Regions from separate parts of the Anas platyrhynchos genome. Here region 2 is linked to region 1. The links are chromatin contacts, called in public Hi-C maps. All regions are on one chromosome and are shown on one strand. The core of a region is the stretch at or near the end of the contact, and the rest is flanking DNA. Distances in the headings are between cores, read along the strand shown.

Region 1 (3,001 bases), core at 298-2,797:
CCTTAAATCCCATTAAAATAATTATATTTTTTGTATTCTATGCCTGTATTTAAACACTGTGCTCTGTAGACCAGAACAACAGAAATATTATCCACTTTTCTCGGGAGTCATATGCTCTGACATGCTTGCTGATACCATCTTCGATACAGGAGGATAGAAAAGCAGCACAAAAACTATGTGCCTGAAACTCAATGTACCAATACTGTGCTGCTACTTCAGAGTCAATGTTGGTACTCACGGCACCGAAAACAGGTCAGAGGTATAAAAGTCAACTGCTTTAAGCCTTTTATAACACCTTCCACCCTCCTTGTGCTTTGAGGCACGGTCTGTTAATATCTGGTGTCTCTGAATAATTTCAGAAGGGTCCAGAGCTTTTTCTATTAATAGCCTTGTATTTACTAAATGGGTTCACAGGTTTCCTGTAAAGATTTTTGTCTGAAAAAAATCCAAAAAAGCTTACAAATCATTATGCTAGCTAGAATGGGGAGCTGGCTAAGAAAGTCATGCTCTTTCTATGGATTAGAAAGAGCCTTACCTCACCACCAAAACAGCTCTTATCATCAACTCTGCTTTGCTATAGATTTGGACAATTAACTTCACCAGAAAGGTTGAGAAGGAAAGTAACAGTGATCATGGGAATTTTGCAATTCTCACATATCAGCTGTGCAGAATAATCACTATCTTAGCCACCTCAGATAACTAATAATCAAGTTTCAGAAGTGGACAGACAAACTTTATTGTGGATGGTAAGACAAGTTCAACTAGCCTCGAGCATGTTCCAAGCTTATCTACACTGAGAACAAGCCTTGAACATCTCTACATATGATACCTGTAGCCCAAAATGAGAGCTGTTTATTCTGGTTTAAGTTCTGTCCACCAGAACTTAAAACAATAAGGAAGAAAAGAAAAAAAGAGCATCAGCTCTCTCTGATTAGGTTCATATTTTGCTTTGCCCGAGTTTCACATAGTTCCCTTTAAATGAACTCAAAACTAAACAGAACATCCAATTCTCGTATTTCTCCCCACTAATCCAAACAAATGTTTTGGTTGCAATGTTGTTACCAATCATCTTAAAAAGAGTCTTACACTGTAGATTTTCTAAAAATATTCTAATGAAGTTAAAAGCAATATTTTCCTTCCATAATGCATGTTACTCCAGGAAAACAGGAATGAGGGCAGCAACAGCAAATTCATTAGGCTCCCATAACTATGTACAATATATTTCAAAGAATATGTCAGGCTTACAGGAGGCAACCACTTTAGAATATACATATTAAACAGTTAAAATGCCTATATTTTGTTCCTACTGAAGTTTGTTAAAAATGCCAGTACTAATATGCTCTTCTGCATGGCAAAGAGCATGCAATCTTACCCAGCAGTTCATCAGTCATGAGCAAGGTCAACTTATGACAGACTGTAGGCACCGTACACCCTTTAAAGAACTGTCCTGGAGATTGCATTAAGCAAATATTCTGAAAACTGAAAGATATCCTTATCACATGGTACGCCTCCTTGTGTTTTCGCACACAAAGACAGTAACACAGCTGTACATACCACAGGTTCCCAGCCAAGCAATAACTTTGCTTTTCTGATGTCAGGTTTTCGTTTCTGAGGATCATCCTGTGCTTCTGAGAGAAACTGGATTTCACTCTCACTGCCTATCAAACAAGAGACTGCGTATTATCATCTGCAATTCACGATGCTTTGCATTTATCTTTTCTACCTACTGAAGCATTAGGTCTTTCTGTTGTTTTCTGCTTCGTAATTGTACCACTGAAACGCCTTCCACAGACACAGCTGCATTGTATGCAACAGCTGGGTAAGCCAGCTGCCCTACAACAGCACGGATTCACAAAAACATTTCACAAAGATTTCAGCATGGATTCACAAAAGGGAAGTCATGCTCCATCACTTGAATAACCTTCTTTGATGAAATAACTGCCTCTGTAGTTAAGGGGAGAGCATCCACTTTGACCTCAGTGAGGCTTTTGCTGTTGTATCCTGTAAAATCCTTCTAGACGGGCTGTTGATGTACAGCTAAGTGGCCAGATCCAGAGGATGCTGGTGAGTGACACAAAGTCTAGCTGGAGGCCCGTAACTACTGCTGTACCCCAGGGGTCAACACTGAGTGGCTGGTACACCAATACCGGGACTGTGCTGTTGTCCAGCATTCTTGACACACTAAAAACAGGCTGACAGAAACCTCACAAAGCTCATCAAAGGGATGTGTAGAGTCCTGTATGGGGAGGATCTGATCAATGTGGTTAAGTATCTGAATGGAGGGTGTCAAGAGGATGGAGCCAGATCCTTCTCAGCTGTGCTGAGAGATAGGACAAGAGGCAGCAGGCACAAACTGAAAACACGGGTGGTTCCTTCTGAGAATAAGGAAAAACTTTTACTGTGAGGGTAACTGATGAATGGAACAGGTTTCCCCAAGAGGCTGTGGAGTCTCACTCCTTGGAAGACTTCAAAACCACCTGGACACACCAAAACCACCTGAGCCTGCTCTAGGTGGCTCTGCTTGAGGAGGGGGGTTGGACCAGGTGGCCTCCAGAGGTCCCCTCCCACACCTCAACTGTTCTGTGATGCTGTGAGTGCTTTTGCCTTGCGAAAAGACTTCACTTGTTCTTTGCCCATACTTCTCAGTCTGATAGTTAAATACCCACAGCACTTGTCTTACCTCATGACACCACGCATATAGGACAATTTATACAATGAAATCTAGCAAACAGTTTACATGCCACTTTACTGTGAGGTTTTATGGATGTAGAATTAAATTGCCTCTCCAGGCAGATTGAAACAAGTCAAGCTGTTTGTGAACAGACAAGGTAAAGATTATTTCATCTGCCAGGTGGGTTTGGTGTTGTGATTTTCAATTTCCCTCCCTGATCTGTAGACTCAAGCATTTTCCAGTGGGGATAGTCCTCTATTAGAAACATCACATGCATCAGCTTCTGTACTGCATGTTTGAACCGGTCTTTTTCAGGCATCTCTAATAGAT
Region 2 (3,156 bases), core at 363-2,862, 110 kb after region 1:
CACTTGTTCTTCTTTTGTAGTGAACCAACTGATTAAGATCAATAACTACCAGGAAAATAAAAATGAGAATTTTCAAAGGGTGAGAGCTTTTTAACCAACTTTGAAAATAAACAAGAAATGAGAAGATGAGTCTGCAGACCTGAAAAGACAGGAGATGGCTCAGTAGCATGCTGAGATATACATGCTCAGTAATTACCATAATGACATTGCTAAGCAGAGATGTATCAACCAGTCTGTAGCAGAGGGAATGGGCTCACTAAATGTAGGTAAGACTAAAGCCTGATTTGCTTTAGCTGCATGTAGCCCTACTTCTTCAAGAGAGTTACAAATGAGTAAATCATTTTCATATTAGACCAACAATTTTAAATTGGATATTAAAATTCACATTGTGGTCATCATTTGTTCATTTATGTGAAGTTTTCATAACCTTCAATTATCCCCATGCAGATGGTCTGAGAGCTATTAAAACAGATGTAGAGATGCAGTGAGCATCTCTCTTTTATTTTAAACTCTGAAGTTTCCTGTATTACCTTTTACAACCACTGAGACTTTGAAGTACACCCAACTGGTGAGCTTTAAATATTAGACTAAAAATTATAAAATATATATAACTAAAGAGCTGATACCTAGACAGACCAAAATCTATCTTCTTGGAATCTTACTAGTATTATTCACTTTCTTCTATCAAACAGCCAATAAATAATGTCAGACATTGAATGACCAGGTCATTCTAATAATAAATTTCCAGATGAAATATTTCCAGATGAAAATGTTTCTTTGTATGACAAGCGGTGGCCTTTTCCTGGTATAAAATTAAAATAGATATTTTAGTATGTGAGTATATTAGTATGTGAGATCCCTTCTAGCTCTGTCCTAAACCGCAGGATACCCATGCTCGAAATATAATGCATTCACCCACTAAGATTATGCCATGTTTAACCTAAAAAAAAAAAGTCAAACACATTTCCAAGGGAGGTTTTTGTGCAATAATCCAGAGCACTGCATTAGTGTCATTAATCTGTTTCTACCTGATGAGAAGTCTCAGACAGGAGGTCTGTCAAAGTGAGATTGTGATAAAATAACTCATAAACTTTCCAAGTGTAGTACCACATAAGAAATTAGAAAGGAATGAAATAGACACTGGGTGTCAAGTCTCAGGTAAATGTTTTCTACCACTCCTGCCTTCACAGGGATTCAGATGGACATAAAACTGCTCCTCAGTGTGGCAACACCTCAGAGATGCTGAGCAACATGAAGTGAACAAGAAGGGCAAATAATGTCATCTCTTCTCCAGTGTTAACAGAGCAGGACCCTTGAAACTAAAAAGATCTTTTACAACAAAGTGTGAATAGAAGCCAAAGTGTCACAGCTCTTTAAGTGCTCTGAAAGAAGATAAATCACCGTTTCTGAAGATGAGCTCCAACTGATAACACGGCACTGTTCAGCACTCCGCAGCAGCATAAATTTATAATCTAACACCGTCCAGTATCAAACCTCAGTTTATAAAACAGCTTCTAAGATTCTGTTTCTGAGGCTGTCTCTAGAGCCCTCTGTATCTGCTGCATTACACCATGAACATCTTCCCTCAGAGTCTTGTGTTTTTCTGACCTTCAAATAAGACTTCTATAGAAGCTGATATGACGTTAGTTGTGTCTGGTGTCTCATGGTCTCTGGGTGTCTCATGGTCTCTGAGATCATTCAACCCCCTAAACAGTTTTGTGCCTGTTTTGTCCAAATGAAATTTCCAAATTCTTTCTTACTGTAGAGACGTGGAAGTAGAACCTGAAAAACACTCTGTGCCTCAGAAGTTTTGAGTGAGTTTTCCTCATTACAACCTCTTTGTAACATTTTTTTCTCGACACAATGGATCTTGAATGCTATTCAGATGTCTTTCAGAGGATAAGTGTGTGATGATAATGACATGCAAAGGTTTTGTCAGTGCATCTTCTTAACAGACTGTTAGTGTTTAACCACTGCTTGAGGAAATGCTTCATGAGTTTGTAAATCTCACTCTATCCAGAAGAAGCTGAGAAGATGGTACTTCCAGATAAATTCATTGAGAAAGTTTGGTGAAGTTGCCTGGGGAACTGTGTTTTGGCACAATGATATATCTGTAATAGGCGCAATATTGTCTTTTCCTCTTATGCATCATTCTGCAAAAGGAGGTCTTCAGATACCGGCTTTTTTGTTGTTGCTATTGTTTTCTCCACTTTTCTTTCTTATTCTGAAAGCAAAATAATCTCAACTCCTTATGTTGAGTAGAATTTAACTGGCATAAAAGCTGAGCCAGACTGAAAATTTTGATTTCAAAGTTTAAAATTTGATTAGTGTTTCTTTTGTTGTTGCAAATACATAAACACTTACAATACAGTCTTTTAAATGTCTAACAGGCAAATACTTTACAAGCTTTCCACAATAGCAACATCTTTTGGGAAAACGTATTGAGTGTCAATGAGACTGAGCATGTGTAGGCTGCTGAAATGCACCATATCTGCAAGGATTTAACCCGAAAAAGGTAATGGAAATGTATGCCACTCAGCTCTTCAAAATGCAGTTCCCCAGTTGAGCATCTTGACCTATTTACAGTGTACAGCACTTTTAAATCCTTGACAGTAAAAATGGGAAATGGAAGATATTTTTTGTGCATATCAAATATATATTTTTATACTACTTGAAACTTTTTACAAGAAAATAGAATTGTGAAAACAGTGAAGAAATATAAGATTTCAGAATACATTGTCCACTTTCTGCTCATTGTACTGTGCATTTTGCAAGCCACAAGGGAAAAAAAAAAAAAAAAAAAAAAAAAAAGAACAATACAATGTGTACAGCTTGGCCTGCTGTGCTTGTTTATAAGTACTAATAGCATATTTTTAAGTAACCTAATAGCATCACGTCTCTTTTGTTGAGAAAAATAAACAATTTATAATTACCAAGAAGGATCTCTCTTTGTTTCTGAAAAATTTCAGAAAAATCTCCAATCTATCTAATATTCAATCACACTCTCCTCCTCAGGTTTGAAGTATCAGCTTTCATGGTAATACACATTCTGGGGGGGGGGGGAAAGAACATTAATTGCAGCTGATGAAAAAACAGCAGGTGGGAACATATGACACTACAGGTAAATTAGATGAGTTCACAGACTAGTAGGGCAGG

What was found. A called contact is a pair of places that touch in the nucleus more often than the background predicts.
Region 2: a contact with region 1 is called in a Hi-C map of small yellow follicle, with 2.9 times the contacts expected there. The contact joins two enhancer-like sites. A contact is called at or near these places in 4 of 8 Hi-C or Micro-C datasets (F5 follicle, skeletal muscle, small yellow follicle and 1 more).

The regions. Positions count from the first base shown.
Region 1 is chr1:142,876,169-142,879,169 of IASCAAS_PekinDuck_T2T, forward strand. UXS1 (UDP-glucuronate decarboxylase 1) reads right to left here. Exons shown (of 15, transcript XM_027445224.3): 14 at 1,555-1,658. Among named protein-coding and RNA genes, the nearest start is that of ECRG4, 12 kb to the left of the region's middle. Within about 2 kb of position 1,548, at least 2 of the 8 cell types and tissues checked have an H3K27ac peak or open chromatin away from gene starts, as enhancers often do. A contact at or near this core is called in small yellow follicle, where this site is marked.
Region 2 is chr1:142,989,764-142,992,919 of IASCAAS_PekinDuck_T2T, forward strand. No RefSeq gene overlaps it. Among named protein-coding and RNA genes, the nearest start is that of UXS1, 53 kb to the left of the region's middle. Within about 2 kb of position 1,613, at least 4 of the 8 cell types and tissues checked have an H3K27ac peak or open chromatin away from gene starts, as enhancers often do. A contact at or near this core is called in small yellow follicle, where this site is marked.